Linked DNA regions of Sus scrofa: region 1 is linked to region 2. The links are chromatin contacts, called in public Hi-C maps. All regions are on one chromosome and are shown on one strand. Each heading gives the region's core, a stretch centred on a gene start, on an enhancer-like site or on the middle of the called end of the contact. The rest is flanking DNA. Distances are from core to core; before and after follow the strand shown.

What was found. A called contact is a pair of places that touch in the nucleus more often than the background predicts.
Region 1: a contact with region 2 is called in a Hi-C map of liver, with 4 times the contacts expected there. The contact joins the promoter of TSR3 here to the promoter of JPT2 in region 2. A contact is called at or near these places in 1 of 5 promoter capture datasets (fetal liver), 1 of 47 Hi-C or Micro-C datasets (liver) and 1 of 2 datasets of contacts at active chromatin or transcription factors (alveolar macrophages).

The regions. Positions count from the first base shown.
Region 1 is chr3:40,530,873-40,536,734 of Sscrofa11.1, forward strand. It overlaps TSR3 (ribosome biogenesis protein TSR3 homolog), which reads left to right and starts at 3,350. Exons shown (of 7, transcript XM_005655151.3): 1 at 3,350-3,539; 2 at 3,632-3,851; 3 at 4,251-4,444; 4 at 4,792-4,968; 5 at 5,141-5,204; 6 at 5,509-5,543; 7 at 5,655-5,862. The coding sequence starts at 3,428. The coding sequence ends at 5,692. GNPTG (N-acetylglucosamine-1-phosphotransferase subunit gamma) reads right to left here and starts at 3,345. Exons shown (of 10, transcript XM_021086862.1): 1 at 3,234-3,345; 2 at 3,049-3,106; 3 at 2,901-2,968. The coding sequence starts at 3,285. It overlaps BAIAP3 (BAI1-associated protein 3), which reads right to left. Exons shown (of 35, transcript XM_021086856.1): 35 at 5,685-5,862.
Region 2 is chr3:40,253,406-40,259,284 of Sscrofa11.1, forward strand. JPT2 (Jupiter microtubule associated homolog 2) reads right to left here and starts at 3,555. Exons shown (of 5, transcript NM_001048070.1): 1 at 3,502-3,555. The coding sequence starts at 3,545. CRAMP1 (protein cramped-like) reads right to left here. Exons shown (of 22, transcript XM_021086822.1): 22 at 4,272-5,879.

The DNA.
Region 1 (5,862 bases), core at 2,100-4,599, 280 kb after region 2:
CTACAGCTCCAATTCCAGCCCTTGCCTGGAAATTTCTATATGCTGCGGGTGCAGCCCTAAAAAAGCAGACAGACACACACACACAGCAATGGAAGCCAGAGAGTGCTGGGGGGAGGGGGCGTTAGAAGGGGACACTGCACTCTTGTGGGCGATGGGAATGTTCTTGGCCTTGTCTTGGGGGCGGAGACGACAGAGACGTGCTCCTGGTTTCTAAACCCCATGTCAACTACCTCGCGATAAAAACAGGCTTCAAATCTAAGCCAGTGATGTTCAAAACACAGAAAGAAGGCAAAGAAACACTCTTCTCACTGTTATTTTTATGGCCACAGCCAGGGCATGTGGAAATTCCTAGGCCAGGGATTGAATCCCTGCAACCACAGCTGTAACCTACACCACAACTGTCGCAACACCAAATCCCTTAACCCACTGCAGCACCAGGCCAGGGACCAAGCCCAGACACAGCAGTGACAATGCTGGATCCTCAACCTGCTGAGCCACCAGGGAACTCCCATCTCTCTGCTTTTCCTTCTGGCGGGGGGGGGGGGCAGTGAGCACCCACAGCCTATAGAAGTCCCCAGGCTAGGGACTGAATCCGAGGTGGGGCTGTGACCTATGCCACAGCTGCAGCAACACCCAATCCTTAACCCACCGCACTGGGCTGGGGACTGAACTGGTGCCTCCACAGAGGCACGCTGGATCTTTAACCCACTGCACCACCTTTCTCCCCATTTCTTTGCTTTTCTATCAGATGTTTTTCAGAGTAAAAGCGAGTCCAGGTTTGTTTAGACTGGGCGCTCACAACTGTGCCGGTTCTCTCTGATCTCACGGCGCCCCTGCGGCCAGTCCCTCCGGCCCCCACAGTGCCTTGCTCAAGGCCTTATCTGGCCACTGCTTTGCAGAACCCCTCTTTCCCCAAGCCCAGTGCTAAGAGCCACATGCCTTCGTCCCCTTCCACTTCAGCTTCTAGGCTAAATTCATTTAATCTTTTCCTGAAACCCCCCCCCCATTTAAAATGGCAACCCTGGTGGGGGAAAAAACTGTAATTGCAATGTATACATGTAAGGATAACCTGACCCCCTTGCTGTACAGTGGGAAAATTAAAAAAAAATTAAAAAAAATAAAAAAATAAAATGGCAACCCTGCAAAAAAAAAGAATAATAATAACTAAAAAAAAGGAGTTCCTGTCGTGGCTCAGCAGTTAACGAATCTGACCAGCATCCATGAGGATACAGGGTCGATCCCTGGCCTCGCGCAGTGGGTTAAGGATCTCTCAATGCCATGAGCTGTGGTGTAGGTTGCAGATACAGCTTGGATACTGCATTGCTGTGGTGGTGTAGGCTGGCGGCTACAACTCCAATTGGACCCCTAGCCTGGCATCCATATGCCATGGGTGCGGCTCCAAAAAAAAAAAAAAAAAAAAAGAGTATTTGGAGTCTTGGAGTTCCCGTTATGGGTCAGGGGTAACGAACCAACTAGGATCCATGAGGATGAGGGTTCAATCCCAGAGCCTCCCCCAGTGGGTTAGGTATACGGCACTGCCATGAGCTGTGGTGAGGATCACAGAATCGGCTCAGATCTCGCGTTGCTGTGGCTGTGGTGTAGGCCAGCAGCTGCAGCTCCGATTCAATCCCTAGCCCGAGGACTTCCACAGGCCGCAGGTGCTGCCCTAAAAAGCCAAAAGAAAAAAAAAAAAAAAAAAAGAGTACATGGCGCAGCAGAAACGAATCTGACTAGGAACCGTGAGGTTTCTGGTTCGATCCCTGGTCTCACTCAGAAAGTTAAGGATCCAGCGTTGCCGTGAGCCATGGTGTAGGTCGCAAACTCGGCTCGGATCTGGCGTGGCTGTGGCTGTGGCGTAGGCTGGCGGCTACAGCTCCAATTTGACCACTAGCCTGGGAACCTCCATATGCCATAGATATGGCCCTAATCAAAAAAAAAAAAAAAAGCCAAAACAAAAGAAATTTGGATTTGGTTTTTCTTTTTTTAAATAGTGATTTTTATTTTTTCTATTACAGTTGATTTCTTTTTTTTTTAAATGGCAGCACCCACAGCACCTGGAAATTCCTGGGCCAGGGAGTGAATCCGAGCCACAGCTGTGACCTCCACTGAAGCGGCGGCAACCCGGGATCCTTTAACCCACCATGCTCCACCAGGGATGGAACCTGGCGACAAGGTGACCTGAGAGGTTGCAGTCGGGTTCTTAACCCACCGCATGACAGAAGAAACTCCTGGATTCCTGTATTTACTAATCATTTAACGACCTACCAATTGCACTTCTGCCATGGGCCTAAGGAGATCATTCACCTGAGTGTAGAAAGAGGCAGCCCCCAGGGGGGATGTGCTCCTCAGCACTGTTTCTAACGGCCGAAAACCCTAAACACCACCCCGCTGGACAAGAAAAGGATGCAGAGCCGAGTTATGAAACACTGGGCACCAAGAGCAAAGAGTGAAGACCCACATCTACCAGGAAGACGCACAGTGAAGCGAGGATAGCAAACGAGAAAACATGTACCGCTCAAAAGGGGAAGGCAACGATCAGAAATTACTACACTTTTTTTTTTTACTTGTAAACTTATGCATGTAAAAGCATAAAAAACGTCTGGGAGAACAAACACCAAACTGTTAACAGACTTCACCTCTAAAAAAAAAAAATTAAGGGTTAAGTCTAGGGTAACTCCTCGACTTGGTACAATAACGTTCTCGAACGTTGGCGCTCACCTGACATGGTTTTAGAAGGCCGACAGAGTGCATGAGCCTCCAGGCCTTAGCCTTCAGGGCCCCTCATCCCAGGCTTCCCTTCCCTCTCCCGCTTCCCTGGAGCAGGCCCCCGAGAGTTGACGCCGCCCGCCTGGTGGGGAAGCCAGGCCGGCTCCCTGCTCCCTCCGGGCCCCCGAACTCACCAGACACGGGCGAAGGATCCCTCTTGGGCTGGAGGCGACTGGTCTGGGGCATGAACGGGTTGTTGAGGCTGGAGGAAGCAGGAGGGTCAGGGAGAACCGGGTCTAGGCCGCCCCGCCCCGCCCCGCCGCACGCCGAGAGGCCGCTCACCCGAACGTGTTGGGCTCCTCCACCACCTTCATCTTGGCGGCACCTGAGCGCGCGGGCCCTGCAGAGAACAGGTGGTGAGGACGCGGGCGGGCAGCGCGGGGCAGGGACGCGGGGACGGGAAGAGGGCTCCGGGGAGCAGGGTACTAGGCAGCGGCGGGATGCGCAGGCAGTCCGGACACACTAACCGCGTTCCGCGAGCCCTAGCAGCAGCACAAAAGCCGCCATCCTCGCAGCCATGGCACCGCGGCCGCGCGTGATCACGTGGGCGCCCGGGTCACGTGAGCACGGAACCGGAAGTGGCGCCCGGCTCTTGCGCAGGCGCGAGGCCCGGCTGCCCGCGGAGCTGTGAGCCCGCGAGCCCAGGACCCCGCTGCTCGCCATGGGCCGCCGGAGGGCAGCTCGCGGGCCGGGGGCCGAAGACGGCCACGCTCGACGCCCCGCGGGCCGCTCCCTGGAGGCCTTCGCCGAGGAGGTGGGCGCCGCGCTGCGTGGTGAGTGCGGCGCGATCGGGAGAGGGTCGGAAGCCCAGGGCCAGACTGTGGAGCAGTGCCTGAGACCATGTCCGCTTCTCTGACCCGTGCAGCGTCCGTGGAGCCAGAGGCGGCCGAGGACGAGGGCAGCCCGGGCCCGGCGCGGCTGCCTTGCGCGCTGGCCATGTGGGAGCTAGGCCACTGCGACCCCCGGCGCTGCACTGGCCGCAAGCTGGCCCGCCTGGGACTGGTGCGTTGCCTGCGCCTGGGCCAAAGGTTTGGCGGCCTCGTACTCAGCCCCGTGGGCTCCCAGTACGTGTCTCCTGCAGACAGGTAGGCGCGAGAGGAGGGGGTGTGGGAGCAGGGATTGGGCAGGGTGCCTCCCCGGACTCCTTCGTTTTGTTGTTTTGTTTCCTTCGTTTTAATAAGCCCCTGACTGTGGCGCATCCTTCCTTTCAAGGCTCACCTATTCCTATTGATCTGTTTGGCTTACCTCATTGCTTAGTGCAGAGCCCAAAATGTAGCGCACTTCAATAACCGTTTGTTGAGTAAATAAATGAGCTTTCTCAAGGAACACCTACCCCTAACTGCCTCAAAAGCCTGGCTCGTGAAGGTTTTTGGAGGTGTCTGGGGTGAGGGAATGATGCCCCTGAGTCGCCAGGGAGGCCAGTCTCCAAGGACATACCTTACCTGGGGCCAGAATCACGTTCACCCCTATGCTGCTTCTGGCAGACAGTTGGTAGCACAGTCTGGGGTCGCTGTCATCGACTGCTCCTGGGCCAGACTGAATGAGACACCGTTTGGGAAGATGCGGGGGAGCCACCTGCGGCTCCTACCCCACCTGGTAGCCGCCAACCCTGTGAACTATGGCCGGCCCTGCAGGCTGTCCTGTGTGGAGGCCTTCGCTGCCACCTTCTGCATCCTGGGTGAGTGTCAGGGCCTTTAAGTCCTTGCCCTGTGGGGTTAAGGTAGCAGGAGAACAAACAGCTGGCCTGCAAGTCTCACCACCGCCCTGGGAGCCCTTTGTTACCCCGACTCGTCCCCAGAGAATTTATGGTCCATGTGGAGGCCCAGATGGGCAGCCCATGAGCCTCCCTGTGGAGAAGGAGTTAGTGGGCTACAGAGGCAGAGGCTGGTGAGTGGGCATGGGCTGTCTGGACCATGGGATGGTGTGGGCGGGACTTGTAGTTCCTAGGACAGCAGGAGCCAGCAGCATGGGTGACGGGAGAAGGGCTGTGCACATCCTTGGAATTCCTGCTTCTGGCACCGACAGGCTTCTCAGACCTTGCTGTCCTTTTGCTGCGGAAGTTCAAGTGGGGCAAGGGCTTCCTAGATCTGAACCGCGAGCTCCTGGACAAGTATGCAGCCTGCAGTGGCCCAGAGGAGGTGTTGCAGGCAGAGCAGGAGTTCCTGGCCCTCGCCAAGGAGCACCCAGAGGAGGAGGAAGTCGGTGAGGCATGGCATAGACACAAGCCCTCCCGGGTGGGAGCCAGGACCCTCCAGGCCTGCCACTTCCTTCGAGAAGCCTGGGGACTGAGGGACCTTCCTGCCAGGCTGTGGGACACTTGGCTCTGAGCCAGGCTCACCTACAAGTCACTTTCCTCTTTGATTCCTTGGTTCAGATCCCTTTGACGTGGATTCAGGGCGAGAGTTTGCAAATCCCAACAGGCCCGTGGCTGGCACCCGGTAGGTCCTTGGGATTCCTAGCTTGGTGGCACCTGAGACCCAGGGCTTCTCTCTGCCTCTGGCCTCAGCCCCTCTTGCTGTGGCGTGTGGGGCGGGGGGCTAAACATCCCTCCCCGCCCCCGCCCCGGGCTGCTTTTCTGTCTCTGGAAAAGGAAGGGTGGCATGTCCTGCTGCAGAGGTTTGGGCTTAGAGAGTACAGGCTTGAGGCCTCTGTCCTCAGCTCAGGAGCTCTGAGGAGTGAGTGGGCCCCAGGGGGTCGCCTGGGCCTGGCCAGTAAGAACGCACCCTTCCCCCCATCCCCCAGGCTGCCCGTGGACAGGGCGGACAGCAAGAGTGAAGGTGAGTCTGAGGAACTCGGGCCTGACCCTGAGGACGGGGGAAGTGGCAATAGCAGCTGCCCTGAAGAGGAAGAGCTGCCACATCAAGGGGCTGAGGCCAGGGTCCCCACAGAGATTTGGAAAGGAATCAAGAAACGGCAGAGAGAGTGAAAGCTGCAGACGTATATTTTTGGAGGCCGAGTGACAAGAAGCTCTAGAGATGACAGCGGGACTTGTGGGAACACACACACGGGCCTGGCAGCCTCAGCCCCTTGCAGCTGTCAGAGGACCGGACTCTTGTTTGTTCTCCCAGCGCTTCTCACACAATCTTGCTCTGGGTC
Region 2 (5,879 bases), core at 2,305-4,804:
TCCCAGGCTAGGGGTCGAATCGGCCACGGCCACGGCCCACGGAGCTGCAACTGCGCCTCAGCCTCCTGCCACACCAGGGCCTTAAGCACCTTAAGGATTGACCCTGCACCTTCACGGACACGAGTCAGGTTCTTAACCCACTGAGCAACCACGGGACCTCCTAGATATTTTAACGTATTTCAGAGCAGGTTTGAAGGCTGCGTGGCCCTGCTCTCTTACCAGTCCGAGGCAAGAGGCCCGTCTGTGACCCCGGACACTGAGAGACGATACCGCAGAGCTGGGCACGGGGAAGCCGCGCGGACCCCGACCACGGCGCCGTCACACAAACAGCCGCGTGACGCGCTCCGTCCTCGCGAGAGCTGAACCCTCACGTCGCGTGGTTTTGGGAAGAAACCTCTGCTTCCCCGAGAAGGGCACCAGCGAGGCCTCACGGCCGCCCACGCGCCAGGGACCCTGGATGCCGCCCGCCTCCCCGACACGCGAGCAATGGCACGGCCCCAGCCCCGCGCCGCTGGTTCTCGGCCTGACTCCGTGCAGGGCCAGCAGGCCTGGGTCCGCGTGGCCCCCTCTCTGCAAGAAGGGGTGGGGAGTGCCAGCCGCAGAGCTGAACAGAGTCAATGCCAAGTCCCGGGCTGGCAGGACCGAACCTTCCTATGCTTCTGACTTGCTTGAAACAAAGCTTTTCTCTCAGACTCGGGGACAGGCGCGCCTTGACCCCGAGCTCTCCAGGACGCTCCTCGCACATGCCGGGGTCCGAGACCCTCCCGGGCCTCTCCCTTTACTGCACCTCCAACTTGAAGGCCCCTGGGCACCCACCCTGGCAGGCCTGCCCCGGACCCGAGGGCGGGAAGGCGGATGCATCCTCGGCCTGGAGACGCTCCATGCCTGCCGGGGAAGCCAAAGCTGCGGGAGGCGGTTTCGGTGCTCCCTGTGCGTGAAGCCGCAGAGGCACCGAGGCTCACGGAAACTCCAAAGACCTCTAAGGTTCAAGTGGAGTTTGTGGTCTCTGCAAGGAAAGAGCACAGTCTGGGTACAGGAGGCGGCAGGAATTTCAAACGCTCAAACGTTAATTTTGGGTGGTGGAAATAAATGATGACTGTGTATTTCTCTGAGCTTTGTTTTACTTCACTTTGGACAGAAAGGAAGAAAAGGGACACCCAATGGAGTTCCCGTCATGGCGCAGTGGTTAACGAATCCGACTAGGAACCATGAGGTTGCGGGTTCGGTCCCTGCCCTTGCTCAGTGGGTTAACGATCCGGCGTTGCCGTGAGCTGTGGTGTAGGTTGCAGACGCGGCTCGGATCCCGCGTTGCTGTGGCTCTGGCGTAGGCCGGTGGCTACAGCTCCTATTCAACCCCTAGCCTGGGAACCTCCATATGCCGCAGGAGCAGCCCAAAGAAATAGCAAAAAGACAAAAAAAAAAAAAAAAAAGGGACACCCAAGAAGGCTCCAGCAGAGATCTTGGCACCCAGGGGCCAGGCTTCCTGGGAGGGGCCATGGGGTGGGCCGAGAGGCACAGCCCTGCAGTGGTCAAGCAAATCCACAGGCTGCTCCAAGAGGGTCTCATCGGACTAAAAGTCAAATAGACTTTTCACTAAAGACAGAAGCTGCAACAGGGGTGCAGGGTGGCCTTTACTAGGCTCCCTAATTACAAGAGGGGGATGGGATGACCTCACGACGTGGGTGCCTCTCAACCAGTGTCTCCTTCTGCAGCACCTCTTCAGTACAATCCAACAATGTGCATCCACAAGAGAAGCTAAGGGGCAGGGGACAAGAAAAGCCAGACACGACTCAAGGGGACGATGGCACTGGCTGAGAATGCAACATCGACGCTCGGGGGGGGGGGCACACTCACGACCCGCCCCCCTAACGGCTTACCCCCCTTTTCCAGAAAAGCTCTGGGGGAACAGTCAGGTTTGGAGAGAAGCAGCAAAAGAAATGTGGATCAAATTCTTTACAAACATGCACCTTACAGTTTAAAAGAAGGACCTTAGATCACCGATGATGGCCAAAGCTAAATGCTTTTATAGTGCAACATCCTTTAACACCAGCTAATTAATCCTTCCCCGAGAAAACCAAATCAGGGCTTTAAGAGGAAAACCTGGCCTAGTAATCCTGCAGCAGCACCGGTTCCTTTCACAGCTAAGGGAACTGCGAATCTCACAAGGCCTGTCCATTGAGTCCTTTAAGATGGCCGTCAAAACACAAAGCTCCCTTCGGATCCCAGGCAGAAGCTTCCAATTAAGATGGGTTTTCCTTCTCCAACACGCTCCAAGAATTTTCTCCTTTTCCTCTCCAAAACTAATGCCGCAAAGAAGTGTGGGTGTTACTGCAGAGCTCCAGCTCGGCAACTATCTTGTGCAACCTCCACCAGCATTACTGGGCCCATTCCCTAACCGGACCAGTGTGTGCTGGGCAGCCGGTGCCAGGCTGTGTAAACAAAGAGGAACTTTGAGGGACACAGCTGAGAAAGTGCTGGAAACAGCCCTTGCCCAGCTGGTGGGGGCGGGGACAGGACAGTGGTTTGCAGGCACCAGGAACTCATTCATCCCCAGGAACTCATTCATCGCGAAGGCTCCGGGATAAACTTCTGGCCCAGGTCAGCGTAGGTGGGGGCATCCGTGATTAATAATCACTGTTCCGTGGATTGATGACCGCTGGGTTAGGACTGTGAGAACTGACCCAACTCCCTCAAGTTTACAGGGGTTTTAGCAGTTGAAACAACCCTCTTATTCTCTGTAGTATTTACCTCCGCCCTCTTCTACTTTTATCGGGTGGCTGAGCCCCAGAAGAGGCTCACAATGAAGATGACTCTTGGGCACCTGAACCAGCTCCATTCCCGCTGGCTCCTCAAGCCGCGGGACCCCTCCTCGCCAGCTCTGTGCGGCTCCCAACACCCAATGATTGACTAGTTAAAAGCGGAGAAGGTGTGCTGCCCAACACTGTAATCCAACTGTAATTTTTAAAAAGGGGGCTGCTGTATGTTCCCGAGTGTTTCAACCCCGTTGCACCTCTGCTATCACTTGCTGTCCTGTTTCCTTCTCAGGACACTGGGGAGCAGCGCCTGGTTCCCCCCGAGTCGCGGGACTGCGGGAGGGGAGGGCTCCAGGACTGGGGAGGGGAGGGCCCGAACCCCGGGCTGCGGAACTGCTGAGGGCTCCCAGGACCGGACCTTGCCCCGAGGCGGGCCCACACGAGCACCCGGCGAAAGCGTGTCGGCCGCAGCGTCGCACGGGCTCCCGTAGCGCAGCCACGTCCGCCCATCCGCAGCAGACGCTCCGCCAGCGTCGCCGGCGCGCTGGCCATTGAAGAGACACGTGCTGGGATCCGACGGGCAGGGAGGCGCACCTCTGGCCTCCCGTCCCGCGGGCGCGCCCACCTCCCCGACCTGGCAGCGGAGCCCGGGGCTCCGTGAGCTCACCGCGGCCGCCCCCACGGCGCCCGCGCCCACCCCCCCCACCACGCGGCCGTGGCCTTAGCGGTGGCCGCGCCCGCGCCGCACCTGGAGCCAGCCCGGCCACCCTCGGTCTCCGGCACCCGGAACATGTCGCCCGCCATTCGGCACCTCCCGCCCGCCGCGCCGTCCTTCCCGTCCGGCCCCGCGCGGCCTGAAGCCCCCCTCCATTGGGCGCCGCCGACGCCAATCACAACGCCGCAGCCTATCACAGCACCGGGCCCCGCCTCACGAGACTGAGGCGAGGAGAAGATCGCACCGCGCTTGCAGCCGATTGGTGAAAGCAGATGCCGCTCACAGCGCCGGGCCCCGCCATTGGGCAACTGGCCAACAAGGGATGGTCCGTCCGCGCCTCCTGAGGTGGGCGGGGTCGGGCACCATCCCCGCACCTGGTCGGTGCCCCTTCTTCCAGGCGCGGCCTCCCGCTTGCCGTCCCTGTATGCGCCCTGGTTGGCGTAGCGGGGGAGCCCCGGGAAGCGCTTCCCGGAGCGCAGCGGCGCCCAACAGGGCCCAAGACAGTCAATGGCACATGGATACGTGGCCAAAGGAAACAGGACCGCAGTTCCTGTCCTGCAAGTTGTGGGGAACACGTCCTTAAAAGTGGGAGGCAAGGGATAAATAAAGAGTGCCAGCTGACTGATGTTTGGCTCAAAAAAAAAAAAAAAAAAAAAAGGTAAAGGTAAAATACACATTCAGGAGCGCTTTGTTGCTAAACTACACTGTGGGCGGCAGTCAGTGCCTCTGAGATGGCACCAAATGAGAGCCGCTCCGGCCGTTTTCTTAAGCGCACACTTAAAAAGAAAAAAGCAGAAACGGTCATGATTAGATCAAGTATTAGTATGTATTTATGCACAATAATAAAAACAGATTTACAAGTTGAACTGGAAATTTAAACATAAGAAGTTTAACAGCTTTTGTTTATTATATTAAATAACCAAACACCTTTTATTCCCAAAATTGGTAAAGAATAAATAATATAATTTACAATATGGTACAAAAAATAATCAGGAGGGACAGGCATTCTGCTTTATACATACACTGTATATGTATATTTATAATCTATAAAACAAATTCACATCTCAAACAAGCCGAAAACCTTAGGTGATATGGCTTAACGATTATTAAAAGAAACCGCAGTTAAGTTCTGCTGCCCAGAGGCATAGCTCTGGAGCCGGGTATCCTGTTACAGAATAAGGGGCACAGGTTGCTGTAGTGCTTCCAAGACCTAACTCACCTCACATGACTTAAAGGCTGCTGTGGGATTAGGAGAGCTGACAGTCAGGAAAGGTTTGCTGTAGGTTTCATTCCTTCTTTTTTCTTAAGACAAAGTGCCGTATTTCCCCTAAATGCATCTGGTAGAACTCAATGTCAAGAAAGAAGAAAAAGCCACCTGTTTTCCTCCTCCACGTGTTTCAAGCGTCTCTTACTCCATGGCTTTTCTTTGCACACATGTGATTCAATGGTGTGATCCAGTTAAACAGGCCATTCAACTGAAAGGACACACCAGTGACGAGGCTGTGGGACAGAGTGACAGAGAACGGGGCTGCCGCTACGAGCCTGGAGGTGTGCGAGAGCAGTGGAGCAACCAGTGACATGTTTCCAAACATCCCCTCTCCCTGAGCAAGTCCTCTCCCCCGGGAAGATACAGAGAGATGAGAAAAATGCCATCGTGAGCCTTACATGGAATCAGGGATTCAACCTGCATCTCCCTTGTGAGCAATGGAAGGCGCATCACGGGACATGATGTCGCCATGAAGAACCAAGGCCAAAAAACCAGCTCCCTGGAGGTGGGAGATGGAGAGTTTCAGTCTTCAGAAAAGACAATCAGCAGACCGATTCTCAACACTGAAGTGACACGGGGAAGACGTCTCTGCGCCACAGACCCGGTCTTAACCACAGGCTCATGTGCAAGGGAAGCCATGGCCGCACAGGAGGCGCTCCTGACTGTCCCTGGGAAGGCGCAGGCAGGGGGAGGCTTCGCTGCTCGGGCCCTGTGAGGATTTCCAGCTTTTACCAGGCGCTCGTTTTCATCACACTGATAGTCATTCGGGCTGGGAGAAGATGGATCCATCATCTTAATGCTATAGCTGACATCCTTTCCCTTCACATGGCAAGCGAATGCCTACTCCTGCCTGGCTGCTGGAGCAGCGAGTTCTCTGTAACCCTGGCAGCTTTACACACAGGGGAACAGGCCCCTCTCCTGCACAGCCATGTCCTCTCATGGATGATGCTGGCTAGTCAGCTGCTCCCAGAGGGAGTCTGTGTGAGAGGGCCAAGCCAGGGGCACTGCTGGATCAAGGCTGACAAAGGCTGATCCAAGCCTCCAGACTTTTCCTCTTGCTAGACGCCACCAGGGGATAGGTGCCGACCCTCCCACCAGACTGCCTCGGGGTGTCCCTGATGGAAAAGCAGCTCAGGCCTCTACT